Regions from separate parts of the Sus scrofa genome. Here regions 1 and 3 are each linked to region 2. A link is a contact called in public Hi-C data. All regions are on one chromosome and are shown on one strand. The core of a region is the stretch at or near the end of the contact, and the rest is flanking DNA. Distances in the headings are between cores, read along the strand shown. Region 1 has its middle 61 kb from the start of TPM1. Region 2 has its middle 24 kb from the start of MIR190A. Region 3 has its middle 97 kb from the start of TPM1.

Region 1 (2,831 bases), core at 83-2,582, 120 kb after region 2:
TTAGGAGTTAGGCTTAGACTGAAATCTCAGTGCTGCCACTTTCTGGCTGTGAGCAATTGGGCGAGTGGTTTAAATTCCCTAAGCCCCCATGCCTCCATCTGGGAGATGGGGGCCAAGTCCCCACCTCTTAGGACATAAGTGATAGCCAATCATAAAGCACTTAGCATGTAGAAGTAAGACCCAGTGTGTGGTGCTGTCTTTGGACTATGCAGGAAAGTACACTTCCAGGAAAGACCTCTGTCCTGGGTTAGGGGTACTTTGCTGCTGGTGGCAGCCCACAAGTTCATCCTGGAGTTTGTGCACAGCCTTTATGCTCTCTGCCTCAGTTTCTTCTCTGCAACATGAGGATCAAAATAATTATCCAGCAAACTTCTCAAATTTACAAGATGAAAAAGCTTATTAATGTACTTGAAAAGTTCTTCAAAAAAAGTAAAAAATATTTAATATTTTTTTTTATAAAATACCAAAACCAGGGAGTTCCCATTGTGACTAAGCAGGTTAAGAACCCTACAGAGTGTCACTCAGTGGGTTAAGGATCCGGCCTTGCCACAGGCTGCAGTGTAGGTCACAGATGCGGCTCACATCTGGCATTGCTATTGCACCTCCAATTCAACCCCTAGCCCAGGAACTTCCACAGGCCCCAGGGATGGCCCTAAAATGAAAAAAAAAAAAAATTAACAATAAAATACCAAACCCAAAATTTCTTTGAATTAAGCAAGATTTGCCCTGTGGCCTGTGGTTAATCAAAGCTGACGACCACTCAGAGAGGAGACGTCAACTCCTTAGAGCCACATTCAGGGGAAAGCCTTGCCTGACTTTAATTCTCACTGCAATTTACGCAACTGATAGCAGAGCCCTTACTGAGAGATTTGATAGCGCAGAGGAGGGAGTGAGCACAGGAGCCTCTGTGGGCTCAAAATGTGCTCCATCGGAGGAGCGCCTGAGAACCTCAGAAACACACATTGCCTGACCCATCCGCCACCTTTGGGCTGGTCTGGACACACCGTTGTTCCCGTTCCTGTGTTATACTGTCCTCTCTCAAGACCAGCTGCCTCCATCATTTATAAATGGAAAGGCAGGAAGAGCTGCTTATTAGAAGGTATCTCATTTCAGAAACAAGTGTTCTTGCTACACACATTCCAGCAACAGGCTGCCTAGTGTCCCCAGTCTACCCAGATCCAGGACAGGTGTTCCTGCCAGTCCCCAGCCATCCATCTCTCCAGGGGATCCACACATCATCATGGATGTGAAAGAGCTGCTGGTGGCCACAGCAGCGTGATCTGGACCCTTCCACAGCAACAGTTCCTGCTTGTGTCCTCAGGGTGATGAGCTCAAAGAATGCCCTGGAGCAAGCCAGCAATGTCTTTGTTCAGCTTGGCAAGTGGTTTCCCTGCCCTACAGTGGCCAGGCTGTGGGGGTGGAAAATTGTTTTTGTTTCCTTGTGGAAGTGACCACACTGACCAGGGCCAGGCACAAATCCTGTAACTACCCCTGAGGGAGATTTGCCTCCTTTCAAAGGTCAGTAGGTGACTTTGTCCAGCTTATGTAGGAAACCAGAGTGCCTCGCAGCTGCCACATCCTAACTCAGGCCACAGAATGAAGCCAGGAGAGCCTGTTGGATAAGAATGAGTCTCACTTGAGTCTCTTCACTAGATTTGCAAATACCTGCAAGCCTCTGCCACCGTGGCTGTTGGTAACCAACTTTCCCAGGGATACTCAGTGTGTTCACTCAGGCAGTGATGTGTGTAGTCATGGAGAGAAGAGAGGTCAGTGGGAGGAGCCCAGCACTACACCCTCCAGTTTCACTTCCTGGTCATGAGGAGGTGGGAGGGGAAAGGGAGATTGCTACTGTCACAATGGCCCCAGAAAGATGCTTCAGCTCCCATGTGAAACACTCTTCCTCAATGCCCCCCTGCAGAAGTGGAACAGGTTGAAACCTTCCAAAAGGGTTCCTATTAAAATCTAAGAGTGCAATGAAGGAAGGGGAGGAGAAACTACTATTTTTTTTAATTAAAAATATTTTTTTTTTTACTTTTAGGGCCACACCCATGGCATATGGAAGTTCCCAGACTAGGGGTCGAATTGGAGCTGCAGCTGCCGGCCTGCACCACAGCCATAGCAACGTCAGATCCTTAACTCACTGAGTGAGGCTAGGGATTGAACCTACGTCCTCGTGGATACTAGGCAGGTTCATTACCACTGAGCCACCACAGGAACTCCAAGGAGGAACTACTATTTAATCAACAGCTTTTTTTTCAAGATATATGTCATAAGCCAGTATTATGTGCCAGATACATGGGCAGCAATGGGAAAACAGGTGTGAAAGTGCTCTGCCCTAACTTTAGGGGATTTATTAAGCTTAGGTGCTGCATTCATGGCCCGCCGGTTCTCAGGGAACAGTACCCAGCCCCAACCCACCCCTTCCTTCCAGTGCCAGTCGTTTTATTATAAAATGAAAGCCTAACATAATTTGTTCTCCCATGTCAGCCAGGAGAATCTAAACTCCCAAGGGCTAAAAGTCTACACTAACAGGCAGGATTAATCGGTAGATGTCATGGAAATGGAATGTTATTAATTGTACAGTTTGAAACAATTCAGGTCCACTTCCACCAAAATTGCATCCTGACACTTTGGCTTCAGAAAGCCTCCATACACCCTTGACTCATATTTGCATCACATACAACACTTCAGTACTAAATGTTATCTGCAGAATAGCCAGTGTTGTCTGTTTGTGTGGGTGCGATGTAGGAGAGGGAGTGAAGGATGCGTGAGTGTCTTGCCCAAGATTCAAATCTGACACACAGCCAGTACATTTCAATTTTTGTGTGTGT
Region 2 (2,774 bases), core at 146-2,645:
AGGCAGAGGTAGAGAGAAGGACCTCGGAGCAAAGGGAGCCACATGACACATGGTGGAGGCTGGGACATGAGAATGGGCCTGCTGGGCAGTCGGGCACAGGGAGGGTGGGGCCAGCGGAAACCATAGGAGGGGGTGGCAAGTCCAAGTGTGTATGAGGGGGACAGTGTCCTGAGGGTCACTGAATGAGCACCTGGCTAAGGAGCTTTTAACATGCAGGTTACCAGGAGCCCAGCTTGGCTTTATTCTCACCTGGTGATTCCAAAATCCTGTTTGAGGGTGCGGGGGTGGGGGGGGGGGGCGGTTCTCTCAGACGGCAATTCTATCAAGTCTAAACTGCACTCAGAGAAATTCAACCGTGTTTTTACTTGAACACTCTGCACCCTCAGCAGGCCATGACTGCAGCAGCTTTGCTATGCTGCCTTAACGTCCCACACAAGAAGCTCTTAGGGCCCCAGAGCAGGAGTGCCTGGGGGGCTGGCACCTGGCGGGGACAAAAGCAGACGTCAGCACTTGTGGCTGGATCAGGAGCTTCCTGTCCGTTTGGGCCTTTCTCTCTGGAGATTTACTTTTAGAAACAAAAGCTTGGTTCAATTAAGGCTAGAACTGAATGTTGAAGAAGTGCTTTCTGGGCCTGAAGGCAGGCCGTGTTGCAACTGCGGCCTGGGTGTTGGGGCAGCCCAGAGGGAGAAGGGGCCTGAGCCAGGGCCCCAGTCCTATGGTTCCAGCAGCTTGATATTATAGGGCCCTTGTGGGGAAGCGGGAAAGGAGAGGCAGCCTGGACTCCGTGGGCATTAGGGAAGATGGGAAGAAACTAAAAGGCCCAGCCCTTCCCTTCAAAGATCTTAGACCTTCCTGAAGAATGCAGCCTCCTGCAAGGGAAAGTGAGAATAACACAAGTCACCCACAGGGGGCTGCGGGCTGGGAGGGTGCAGGGCATCAGGGCAGGAGCGCCCACGTGGGCTGGGTTCCCACAAAAGAGGCAGGCTGGGGTAGGCCCTCAGTAGATGGGAAGCAGCTGGGAGCACAGAACGCATCTGTGGCCTCTGCAGGTAGACAGAAAAGAAAGGGCAGAAAGAGGACCACAAAGCTGCCCGAAGCTAGAGGGACGAGTCAGACCCTTCAGGCTGGCTGCACTCTGCCTAAGCCCACGTTCTTCACGCCTGCCCTCCCTGCCTTCTGGTTCACCCTCAGCTCACCTGATGAATGGGGCACATTTTTCGGATACCATGGGCACTTTGGCGGCCCCCTTCTCAGGTGTGCATCCTGGAGGAGATGGCTGTGCTTGCCGAGGAGATGGCTCCTGACAAAGCACTTCTGCCACTTGGGCTGTTCCTGGGTTCCAGGGAGAAGAGCCCTTGGCACCCAATGTTGCTGTCCTTCCGGCTAGGTGTCCTGGCAGGTTGTGACCACAGGGGGCAGTGTGGTTCCATCGGACACTCATAGGGCACTCCTGTTTTCCTTGGGGGAAAGGGGGACATTTGTTGGGCAAATAAATATGAGAATACTAATATTAAAGGTAAACAACTAAATGCCTTATGCCTCTATGAGGTGTCTTAGGGTCTATAAGAAGCTCATATACATTGGATCTCTCAAAAAGGAGCATATAATATACAGTTTTGCCCCAATTTTTGGCCTTGGAGCACTTTCTTTTTCATTGCGATGTATTTTGAGAGACAAATGTTGCAAGCCTCATGCCTTGGGGAGCCCTGTTGTAAAATCCTACTGGAATTACTGTCTGTCTCCCCTGCCCTCTCAGCACACGTGGCCAGCCCTCTGTCTCGTATGACAAGGTAATATTTCGTCTGTGCAGCAGCCTCATCTAGGTCATAGGCAGGGATCACATCTTGTCACATGCAGCTTCCCCAGCACCTAAAACCGAGCTGTGGAGATATGAGAAATGTAATGAAGACAGATTGCCTAGGTGATAAACGTTGGACCGTGCAGTTGGCAACCAGTGTTTATGACCTGGGGATCAGCTGTTTTGGACTCTGGCTGATTTGAACTTTAAGAGGCCAAAAAAAAAAAAGTGTGCAAACAGTTACCCACAGCTGCCCCTTCCTTCCCCACCCACTCCTATGGCCCCACAAGGCAACACTATTGCTACAATAGCTTCTCTGAAAGTTGCTCGCTTAGGATTCCCTTCCTGGGACAGCTGCAAGGAAACACAGCTTGATCCTATATATCCTGAAACCTCCTGACAACACTCAGCATTGTTCAGCAAAATCCCAAAAATGGGCTCCAGCCAGTCAGAGGTTGTTAATGAAATACTGAAAGGACCTCAGATGCTGTGAGCTATAAAATGGTGCTCATGGTCCAAATCCTAGTGGAATGTGAAGGCCATCTGGAAGAAAAGGAAGGCCAGAGTTTCCTCCTGCAGCTAAAGGGCATCTGAAATCTGATTCTCCAAACATTTTCCTCCACTTTTCTCGCCTCATAAGGCAGCACAGTGAACAGACACAGGGCGGGGGTGGGGGGAACATGACTTTGGACTTCAGATGGACATGGCTTTGAGCAAGTCACTTCCTTCCAAATCTTGGGGTGGGGGTGAGGAGGGGTCTGGACTAAACTCTGTACTTCACCCTCCCACCATCTACTTCCCCTGCCCCTGTGGAGCCGCAGCAATACTTTGGGAGCGTCGAACTCAAGTCTGGGGCAGGCCCAATGGGTCCCAGGACAACACCATTCCTCCCAGTGGTGCCTGGTTCTGGGATGGGCTGCAACCTGATCTGGCCAAGGGGCTGGGAGGAAATGCCTCAGGGAGGACGGAGCAGCCT
Region 3 (2,941 bases), core at 413-2,912, 89 kb after region 2:
GAAGGGATTCATAAGGGGCAGAGGTGCATGTGGCCTGCAGCACAGGCAAGGCTCAGTCACCGTGATGATGTGCAAGCACCCGTCCCTGGATCCCCTCTCTCCTACTGTCTGAGTTGGTCCTCGCCTCGACCCTCTGTCAAGTCCTGGGCAAATCCTCTTAATCAAACTCCCCTCAACTCATGGTCAGCAGCCCCTACCTTCTGTCTTAAAGATGCCAAGTGCTGCTCCCAGCTAAGAGCTCACTTCTTACACGCCTCCATCCTCTGTTGCCACCAAATATTTACCAGGAATCAATTATTTTTGTTCCCAAATCTATTTATGACACTTATACTAATGCTGTAACTAATTTAACCAAAAAGAACACAAACCAAAGGAAAGGAGGAGAACAAAAGAAAATTACTGCTCTTTTATGATAAACATGTTGCTTTAGAAAAACTTGACCACGGTGAACCCCTAAAAACTCTTTTTATGCAAAATGTGGATGAGAAAGTTCTTAAAAAAAAACAAGAACTTTGTATAAATCTAGGAATCTGCACTGAAATTGTGTCACAAGCAACTTAGTTTCTCTCTTTATAAACACAGTGAAAATTATGAGCGTGGCTTGTGCCAGACAGGGAGGATTGTCATCAGGGTGCTTTAAGAAAAAAAAAAAAAGAAAGAAAATGCCCTCAAGCCACAACAAAATGAGATTATGTGTATCTTATTTTATGATTTTTCAGCCCTACTAGTTGATTAATCAACCAACCGCCAGTCCCAATCCATTAGGATAAGAGGACTCGGGTTTGCTAGGACTTGTGTGTAAAGAATGCCCATTTTCAGATGCGCTGTCCAGGCTCTGAGTACTGTGGTCCCACTTGGGGAGAGAAGCATGAGGATGTGACACTGGGTGCAGTGCCACCAAAGGCTTTGGATCCAAATTCATCTCCTCCCTAACCAGCAGTGTGGCCTTGAGCATGTCACTGATGCTCTTTGAGCTCAGTTTTCTCACCAACCCAACAGTATCTGTGTCCTGGGATCGCCGTCTAGGTGAAAGGATGTTGGTAAGCACCCAGCCTAGTGCCAGCCCCACTTTTAATGGTGAGCTTCCCTTGCTGACTCAGAATGGGAGAAGCAGGGGTGAGATGCACCCTGGTCGGGGCACTGGATGTGGATGAGCAGGAAAGACGGACGACGTCCCTCCCCGTCTGCTAGTTCCAACCCACAGAACAAGACACCTGTGAAGTGATTCTGTTAGGTGTACATTCAGACCCTGTGCCCGAGGGCCAAAACAAGGGGGTCCTGGGAACGGGACCATCCTGGAGCCTAGGGGAGGGGGAGCACTGGGAGCCTGTGAGAGTGGGAGCTGCCATGTAAACTGGCTTTGGGAAGAGTCCATTTACAGGGCATTAAACCACCTTGTAGGTGTGCTCAGCAGTGCAATACACAGCCCCGAGACCAGGGAAAACACGCTGTAAGTCCCAGGATACAGGATGCCCTGTGACTCCCTCAGGTGCTGAGATAAGAGCAGAGGAGCACACCAGCCCCAGTGCTAGAAGAAGCACCATTCAGTTCCTCAGCACATCTCTCACTGCGTGTGTCTCTCTGTCTCTGACTCTCTCTGCATCTCTGTCTCTCTCCTCCGCTGCCCTATCTGTGGCTGGGTCACATGGAGGCTCCTCATGTTTCACTGGTTGTCAGCTTTGGCCTTCCCAGTATGCCTGTCCGCAGCCCACAAGATGCAGAAAGAGCTGCTGCTAGCGTGAGTTATTTTGGTCAGCTGAGTCATGACGCCAGAGAACAAGATACAGTCCTGCCTTGGGCCTGATCTGAGGGGTTGGAGCTGGCTGGGACCTCAGGAAGACGGAAAGCCCTCACTGAGACATCACCCCTTTAAGCCCAGGGTCCAGCCCCTGTCTGGAGAAGGGAGCCACCCAGGTGATGAGGACCGGGTTGGGGTGAGGCTCATCCATCACAGCCCCTCTGCAGCCTCCAGGCTGACCTTGATGCGGCTGCTCCCTGATGCCTCCCAGCCCGCTAGACCCTGTGCTCCCTCCGTGAGGGACCACACCTGTTTCTATCCCTCTGGCATATATTATGGTGGTGAGAAAATAACAGGTGTTTAGTAAACATTAGCTCCCTTCCCTTTATGGTCCTTCCATAACAAGCCATCTGAGTGTCAGCTTCTCCACCTGAAGCATCTCTCTCCTGTCTAAAAGGACTTCTCACTTCCTCTCTGTGGCCAGATCCAACCCAGGGCCCAGACCCCAGCCACCGCTGTCCCCTCTGGCTGCCTCCAGCACCCAGTGCCCTGTTTCTGCTGCCCTTCACTCTCCTGCATCTCCTGAGGTCGTGGGTGTCATCCTCTGGGAAATCCCCAAAGAATCTTTGATCCCCACAAGATTATGGGGAGGGAATAAGGAGGCTTAGGAAGGTTTGGGGTAAGCAGCCCCTTAGCAAGACTAGCCAGGTTGTGCCCTGGTGGGCTGTCCCCTGCTTCTTAGCAAGGCTCCCTTCTGAGCTGGGCTGGGGAACCTTGGTGGACGCTCCAGAGTGGTGGCACATCATTGTCTGCACATGTGGGTGCATGTCCTGTGACAGCATCTAAACATGAGAAGTGGTGGCTGTCAGAATGGCCACTGGTTAGGCTTTGTCATCTTTATAGTGTTTTCTTTTTTCTTTTCTTTCTTTTTTTTCCCCTTTTAAGGCCACATGTAAGGCATATGGAGGTTCCTAGGCTCGGGGTTGAATTGGAACTACAGCTGCCAGCCACAGTCACCGCCACAGCAATGCAGGATCCAAGCTGAGTCTGTGACCTACACCACAGCTCACGGCAATGCTGGATCCTTAACCCACTGAGTGAGGCCAGGGATCAAACCCACAACCTCATGGTTCCTAGTTGGATTCGCTTCTCCTGCACCACAACAGGAACTCCGTTTTGTGGGTTTTGTTTTTTTTTTTTTTT

What was found. A called contact is a pair of places that touch in the nucleus more often than the background predicts.
Region 1: a Hi-C map of skeletal muscle shows a contact between it and region 2, with 13 times the contacts expected there. The contact joins two enhancer-like sites. A contact is called at or near these places in 3 of 47 Hi-C or Micro-C datasets (fetal liver and skeletal muscle) and 1 of 2 datasets of contacts at active chromatin or transcription factors (skeletal muscle).
Region 3: a Hi-C map of skeletal muscle shows a contact between it and region 2, with 15 times the contacts expected there. The contact joins two enhancer-like sites. A contact is called at or near these places in 2 of 47 Hi-C or Micro-C datasets (both in skeletal muscle) and 1 of 2 datasets of contacts at active chromatin or transcription factors (skeletal muscle).

Annotation. Positions count from the first base shown.
Region 1 is chr1:109,075,677-109,078,507 of Sscrofa11.1, reverse strand. No RefSeq gene overlaps it. Among named protein-coding and RNA genes, the nearest start is that of TPM1, 61 kb to the right of the region's middle. Within about 2 kb of position 1,332, at least 10 of the 83 cell types and tissues checked have an H3K27ac peak or open chromatin away from gene starts, as enhancers often do. A contact at or near this core is called in fetal liver and skeletal muscle, where this site is marked.
Region 2 is chr1:109,200,307-109,203,080 of Sscrofa11.1, reverse strand. No RefSeq gene overlaps it. Among named protein-coding and RNA genes, the nearest start is that of MIR190A, 24 kb to the left of the region's middle. Within about 2 kb of position 1,395, at least 12 of the 83 cell types and tissues checked have an H3K27ac peak or open chromatin away from gene starts, as enhancers often do. A contact at or near this core is called in fetal liver and skeletal muscle, where this site is marked.
Region 3 is chr1:109,111,837-109,114,777 of Sscrofa11.1, reverse strand. No RefSeq gene overlaps it. Among named protein-coding and RNA genes, the nearest start is that of TPM1, 97 kb to the right of the region's middle. Within about 2 kb of position 1,662, at least 7 of the 83 cell types and tissues checked have an H3K27ac peak or open chromatin away from gene starts, as enhancers often do. A contact at or near this core is called in skeletal muscle, where this site is marked.